2 separate regions of the Mus musculus genome follow, and region 1 is linked to region 2. The links are chromatin contacts, called in public Hi-C maps. All regions are on one chromosome and are shown on one strand. Each heading gives the region's core, a stretch centred on a gene start, on an enhancer-like site or on the middle of the called end of the contact. The rest is flanking DNA. Distances are from core to core; before and after follow the strand shown.

The links. Hi-C and Micro-C count contacts between places; a contact is called where the count stands out from the background.
Region 1: a contact with region 2 is called in a Hi-C map of cerebral cortex, with 1.6 times the contacts expected there. The contact joins two enhancer-like sites. A contact is called at or near these places in 2 of 484 Hi-C or Micro-C datasets (cerebral cortex and embryonic stem cells) and 2 of 115 datasets of contacts at active chromatin or transcription factors (astrocytes and embryonic stem cells).

Annotation. Positions count from the first base shown.
Region 1 is chr4:131,374,748-131,378,229 of GRCm38.p6, reverse strand. No RefSeq gene overlaps it. Among named protein-coding and RNA genes, the nearest start is that of Gm35634, 33 kb to the left of the region's middle. Within about 2 kb of position 1,824, at least 6 of the 459 cell types and tissues checked have an H3K27ac peak or open chromatin away from gene starts, as enhancers often do. A contact at or near this core is called in cerebral cortex, where this site is marked.
Region 2 is chr4:131,045,238-131,049,204 of GRCm38.p6, reverse strand. No RefSeq gene overlaps it. Among named protein-coding and RNA genes, the nearest start is that of Gm42317, 18 kb to the left of the region's middle. Within about 2 kb of position 1,739, at least 7 of the 459 cell types and tissues checked have an H3K27ac peak or open chromatin away from gene starts, as enhancers often do. A contact at or near this core is called in cerebral cortex, where this site is marked.

The DNA of each region.
Region 1 (3,482 bases), core at 575-3,074, 330 kb before region 2:
TAAGAAGGTATAAAAAGGCTGAAAGAAAAAAAATAAAGAGTCTATATGCCTATATGTCTGTCTATATGTGTGTGCATACATACATATGTGTATATGTATATAAGTATTGTTGCGCACTTGTGAAATTGATGAAAAAGGTAGTTGGACCTGGAGCGCATATACACACGTGTGTGTGTGTGCTCCTGTGTGTGTGTGTGTGTGTGTGTGTGTGCACTACCTTCTCTCTATCCTTTTCTTTCTGAGCAGCCTCTTAAGAGTTAAGCGCTCAGAGTTTGTCACCAGGCATTCTTGCCAGCCCCAGATAATTAAGTTTTGTTCCATCAGCAGTGCTGACCCTGTAAATCACCCTCTGCTGTCAACAGTCAGGGGGTGGGAGAGTGGCATCGGCTGCTATAGCACCAACCCCAGTCACAGATGCCATAACCCCCTGCTTTCCCCAGCTCCCGGGATGTCAGAGCAGGCTTTCAGCACTGGGTCTCAGTTTCCTCCTCTGGAGAAGGAAGGGCTCCTTTTAACTCCATGGTGGATGGCTTCAGAGTAACAAGTCAAAAATATCCTGATCACATACTATGCTCAGGGTGTGAGCTCTATGCTATATACAAAACAACTATTATTTTTCTGAGTTACAGACAAATGGTGGTTAATAAAGGTGAGATGACACATCACGATCACAGAGCTAATTAACATCAGCACAGGCTCTTCTGTGCTTTACTGGACTCTACTAACTTCTAAGCCTGCCCTTAGACACAAGAGTCTCCCACCCAAAAGAACACAGGGCCTGACTACAGTGCTTGGGGTCAACATGGCTCTGACTATAGATGTACTGTGCCGGCAAGTCCAGTAGTCGCCCCAGCTGCTTCCCTGTATTGGGGTCTTTAGGGTCCCTCACCAGTTTCTCTGCCCTGTGGTCAGTAGATAGACTTCAAGAAGCATTATGGGTCTTTGGGCTGATGTGTCCCTGTGAAGCACGTACCTGCTGTCGCTCAGAGGGCCATCCATCATCCGCAGAGAAGAGGCTTCTGGAAAAGGCTAGCCAGAACAGTTTTCTAGGGAAAGCCACCCCTTGCACTCATACCTGTTGCCCCATTCCTCGACCTTGGCCTCCCAGCTGAGACCTGGATACCCAAGCCTTTTACTGCCTCTCTCTGGTCAGAGCTGGCAGGAGGAGGGAAGCCAGCAGCAGAATGTGTTTTAGGGCCGCCAGTTGTGACCAAATTCCATCTGGGAACACCTATTGGTGTGCACCAATGGCTGACTAGGTGCCCTGTCTCTGGCTATTCCACCCAGGCCTGGAGATCGAAAACACTCTCTTTAACTAGTGCTAGAACCTATAGGCACAGTAGCCCCGGAGATGGTACTCTGACCCACAGAGTGAAGGTAGTAAGATTGCTCTAATGCTTTCTGACCCCAACCCCTGCACATTTACTGTGAGACTGCTAGTGAGTTTCTGTACCTCTCTGAGACTTAATTTTTCTGATGTGACATAAGACACTGTAGATACTCATGCTGGGTACTTCGTATGCTTAGGACTGCTGCTCACAGTATTTGTCATGCTGAGTCTACTTGCTTTTACTGTAAGAAGCTATCAGAAAATAGACCATCAACTTAATAACAGCTTTTGGGGATGGGGTGGGGGTGGTGGGAGAAGAAAGAAAACAAGAGAAAGATGAGATTAAATGTCTAGGTCAATCAAAAGGTACATCTTACTGTAGAATGTTAAAGCATGTCTCGGAATTGAAAATTATAATATTGCTACGAAAAGCTGCCCTGGGCTTCAGCTGCCTGGGGCCCCTCCCTTACAGCACTGAAGCTGCTTTGCTGGGTGACTGGATTAGCATTGACTCTGATGTGAGCTGAGGGCTGGCCCTGGAGAGTGCCTCCTCCTCAGGCTACTAGGCCCTGTGAACAGTGAGCAGGTGCAGTCACTTGCTCCCCAGCCTTCTAGACCTGGACCTGGCATGAGAACACAGAGTTCCTTCCCCCTAGCCCTGTGCTAAGTTTAGTGCGCCTCATTTCTTGCCTTGCCGGATCCCCCAGGCACAGTTTCTGAAATACACCTAGCAGATGGTATTCCCTTCTTTTCAGGAGCATCCTGGGTGTCTTTGGAGGAGCAGGGAGGAGAGGAAGAGGTAGAGAAAGAGGAGAAGGAGGAGGGAGAAGAGGTGGAGGAGGAGGAGGAGGAGGAGGAGGAGGAGGAGGAGGAGGAGGAGGAGGAGGAGGAGGAGGCAGGACAAGAGAGAGCTGGGATCAGAACAGTTGGGCCTGTTACACCCATGTGCTCCTAGTTACCTTTAAACGGGATTAAATCATACTTGATTCCCTTAACCTCCATTTGGATCTTTTCTCAGAGAAGCAAGTTGACATTGCAGGAGGGAAAAGAAGGACCACGTGGGAAAGATGCTGCAGCCCGAAGCCGTGGAGGGTAGAGACTCTCTATCCACCATACTACCTTAAACCTAGAGAGCCAGATCAGCCAGTGATGGTCAGGTGAGCCAGGCACAGGTGGGCAGGGGGCCCGGCAGGAAGGTCAATGGCAGAGGTCAGGTTGGCCCTCTGGAGCAGAGGTTTGCAATGGGAGCTTTGGTAGCTAATAAGGTTTCAAATTCAGGGGCTCCCCCAGAACCTGTCTGTGCTAAGCCCACTGGTGGGCTAGTTTCTTTTTCATGTGGGCTTCTGGTCATCTTGCTACTGAGACCCTCTCTTCAACCACTCTATGTTGGCAAATTCTTGCCTTGGCCTTGGCTCCTGGCCTCCCTGCCTTCTTGGTTCCCTTCCTGGTCTTGTGATCCTATGTTTACCCCCACTCTCTGGGCATCCCTTTCTATCCTTTTGGTTTCTGTTCCTTTGTTTTCTGCTGATCTTTCTGTCTCTCTGATGATGTCTTCTACCCTGTCCTTGACCACTAAACAGCTCTTGGGTTGAGTGCAGTGGCCGTCAATCTTCAGACACTGTAAGTAACAGACAGGCAACAGGCCCTGGGCACTAGCAGCAAGCAAGAGTGGAATATTGTTAAAAGATAAATTCCACTCTTGGCCATTTTTTAAGATTAATGCAAGGCCTTAGAGACAGACTCCAGGCAAGCTCCTGTAGACACAGTGTCAGAAGAAAAGAGTTATTGCATGTCCTGGCTCCAGGCCACCCATTGGCCCTGGTACAGTTATTCTCTCTGTTGTACACTTGCACATTGTTGCTGATGGCTGCAGCAGCACCTGGGCTGTCACATGGTGGCAAGCCTGTGGCCAAGAGCATTTCTCTACTTTAGGATCATCGTCTAACATTCTATTCTCAGACGCATCCTTCCCTGTCTTCAGCCCTGGCTCCCTTTGCCCTGACCTCCCTGTGATCCAGTATTCCTGAATTCTCAGCACACTGCAGACACCAGTGACTGCAGATGCTCAGTGACAGCCTTTGATTTTTGTCTTGCATATAGCCATGAATTTGTGGTGGTCCAAATGAGAAAAAGTCCCCCAAAGGCTCGGGCA
Region 2 (3,967 bases), core at 490-2,989:
CTCTGTAGCAAGTAGGTCCTGTCTCAGATGAGGTACAAAGGTGCAGACTGATATCCAAAGGTTGTTCTCTGACCTCCACACCTGCACCATGCACACAACCACCCACATTTACACACACACACACACACACACACACACACACACACACACACAACTGAGTCCCATAATTTACATTCATGAAAGCAGTTCTGCTTAAGCGAGCCTCTTTCAGCTCAGACTCAGTAGCACTAAGCACTACTGTTTTGGTTTTAGGGTGATTTGATCTTCCCTCCCTTCCTCCTCCCTCCTTCCCTCTCTCCTACCTTCCCCCCCCCCCCCCCCCCCCCCCCGTCCCTCCTGGTGGCTGCAACTGAGTGGCTCTCTCTAAACCTCCCTGATGCCAGGTTGTTCTTCTGTAAGACAGGAACATGGCACCCTTAAAGGTTCTATCTGGTGCCCAAATATGTCCCTGGTTCTCAGGATCGGGTCCAGCCCACAGTGGGTACACTAGGGATATTTGAATTAACTAATTAGCAAGTGAATGAAAGCCTAACTGAATAAGTGAATGAATGAATGAGCGAGTGAATGAGTGAATGAATTAATATATGAATGAATTAGTGAATAAGTAGATGAGTGAATGGATGAATAAGTGAATGAATGTGTGAATGAGTGAGTGAGTGAGTGAGTGAGTGAGTGAGTGAGTGAGTGAGTGAGTGAGTGAATTCAGCAACTCTCCGTGCTCATGCAGCAGGAGAAGTACTCAGATGTTAAGACCCTAGGAGGAATCTGAGTTAAAACACAAAAAAACCTGACAGCATCAGAAGGGAGGCTATTGGGAAGGGAAGGGAACGGCCCAAAAGGACAAGACAGGGTGATGCAGGAGAGTGATGTGACCACAGGGTATGATGTACATACATCGACATCTCAAGGAAACATTATTTTGTGCAATTAATCCAAGTTAGATTATTAAAAAAGGAAAATGCTATGAACTATCAGCTCTAAGACTCGGAGGAGCTGGAGAGATGGCTCAGCACTTAAGAGCACCAGCTGCTTTTCCAGAGGACTGGGGTTCGAGTCCCAGCACCTACCTGGTGGCTCACAGCCATCTGTGAGGAACTCCAGCTCTGGGGAATCTGCAGACAAAACACCCAAGCACATAAAACAAACAAATATGTTTTTTAAAGAAGTAGGGGCTAAGACTCCAGGGCTTGTCCTGGACAAGGCTCTCAGCTTTGTTCAGCTTCCCACTGCTGCATCCTTCCCAGGATGCCTTCTGTCTATACTATACTATCTTTACATTCCTCCTCCATGCTGATCAAGTTACTACTGATGTGGTGAAACACCATGACCAAAAAGTAAGCTGGGGAGAAAAGGATTTATCAGGCTTACACTTTATAATAATCCCCCTCACAGAAAGTCAAGAGAGAAACCTAAACAGACAGGAGAGGCAGGAGCTGATGTAGAGGTCTGCGGTGTGATGCTTACCGGCTTGTTCTCACGACTTGCTTAGCCTGCTTATAGAACCCAGGACCACCAGCCCAGGGATGGGCCTGCCACACTCACATCAACTATCAAAAAAATGCCCTCCAGGCTTGCCTGAAGCCCAATCTTGTGAAGGCATTTTCTCAATTGTGGTTCCTTCCCTCTCAGATGACTCTAGCCAGTGGAGTTGCCAGCACACACTCTTTCAACATGCCAGAGAGCAGGGACATACATTGCCTTTCTGTTGCTAGATGCTGAAAAACACCACTCACTGCCTCTGAGCTGTTCACACCCCTGCCCACTCCTTTGGGCACACCCCCAGCTAGATGCCACTCACCTTCCTCCCTTCCATCACCCTCTGGAATTACCACCCATCCGTGTCGCCACCACCAGAATAGAAGCTTCATGGGAGATGGTGATTTCTCATGTTTGGCGTCCCATGTCACAGGAACCTCGCAGATGAGTGTTCACGCCCCCCCCCCCCCGAGCTCCATGCTCAGACTTAAGGGGAGCCCATCAACGCTGTGAAAGTTTGTCCCTGAATCACACTGACTTTTAAATGCCTGAACGTGGCATTTCCCTAAGTGGGATCAGATGGCACCTCCTTCGGGAGGCGTTAACAGTTGGCAGCGTCTTGCAGACAGATGACATGGGTCTGATTTTCTTCAAGTGCCTTCGACAATGTCATCTCTGGGTGTGGAGACTTCAGGTTTCAGCTGAGACTAAGACCTTTGTCTCAGGCCCCCTTCAGGCCTGTCAACAAAGGCCACTGTCCCTGTCCTGTGTGCAAACCCACACCGTCCCCCTCCCTTCTCTGAGCTGCTCTCACTGTAGGATTCTGACCAAACGCTGGGACCCCAGTGTCTAAAAGCAGGCCAGCATCAGCAAGAACTGCAAAGTCAGGTCCTGAGCTCTGTGACCCCAGCTCACCATGTGACCTTGGTCAGGTGTGTCCTCTCTTTCAGTTTCCCCAACGACCCTGCTGCTCCCTCCACCTAGAATTCCATTCCCCGACAGCAAACGGGGTCCAATGCTCTCCACCTGTGCTACCCAGCAGGTGATGGGGTTTCGAATTAAATCAGCAGTTTCTAAAGTGCCTCATCTCTCCAGGAGAGAAAATGTCAGCCTAGCCAGCACACAAAACCACTGTAATCAGAAAGCAAAAGTCAGGGTCTCACACACCTCTCTGCCGGCTGACCGCAGGAGTGTCACACTGCCTGGTGTGACTAACCTAGGCTTTGCTGGTAAGATGACAAAGGAAATGTGTCCCCTTCTCTGAAAGGAGGTTCACGAATAACAAGTCATAGGGAGGAAAAACGGCTGGATGTCAGGGCATGGAGGCTGTGGACCAGCAAGGAGGCCAGCCCACGATGCCTGAGGTGGCTGTGGGAATGGGTAGCTGCTTCATTTGGCTTGCAAATTGTCGTGGCAGCTGCCATCCTCTCAGGCTTCCGGGTACAGCTGAGACCTGAGGCTCTCTGTGGAGTGCCACACCTGAGCCTCAGAGCAGGGCACGGTCCCCACCCCCTCTCCAGTTCCTAGTAGGGACACTGACTAGGAGACTTTGAGAAGCCTGTGTACAGCTCAGCTCATTGGATGCCTACTGTGCGCTGGGCCCCAGGAATATCTGTTCTCCCAACGACCTTCATTGGTGGTAATTTAGTTTCTACAGCTTTATGTATAAATAATTTTCAACCACTGTGCATATGTAACTGTAAAGTTATATAACACTGACATGCACAGCCACCCACAAAATACCATTACACTCTAACTAACAAAACCAGCTGCCCGTCACTTCCAAATCCTCCTCAGGTCCCTTAGCAACTTCTGCTTGTCTCATCTCCTCGCATTGATCCACTGTCACCACAAATCAGTTTATGTTTTGTATCAACAGACTCTTTCGGCACAATTATTGTGAGACTTGTCTGTGACAGAGCACATGTGAATGGCCTTCCCCTGAAGTGACAAGTAGGATCCCCCACCCCTGCCCCAGATGTGGATTCTAAAAGTCCTTCTGTCCAGTCACCTCAGGTCAGACATCTGTACTGCATCCAGTCTGGGTGATTACAGATAAAGTCACTGTGAACATTCATGAGTGGCTCTTGGCATAGATTTCCTGTTCCTTGGATTTTTTTTTAGGGGTGGAGTTCCTACAGCACCTGGTAGCTTGGAATTGTCAAGAAACTTTGGAATGGTTTTCTGACACCAGTCACACACACATGATTGGCCGGAGGGCTTTATCTCTGCCTTCTTCTCGATTTTCCTTTATTGTGAATCAAAGTCTCGTTAAATTAGTCAGGCTGGCATCAAACTTAAAACCTTCCTGTCTCGGCCCATCAGTTGAGGTTACAGGCCTACGTCACAGAGCCTCTTTACTGTCTCCCCAGGTGAGTGTATTGCTCCCATTCTCACTAGTACAATAGAAGCCACAAACCCTGAGGCTATCTTTAGCCCACATACGACACAGTCCACCTTGGCGCCCAGTGGGTCTACAGGTCTATCTCCA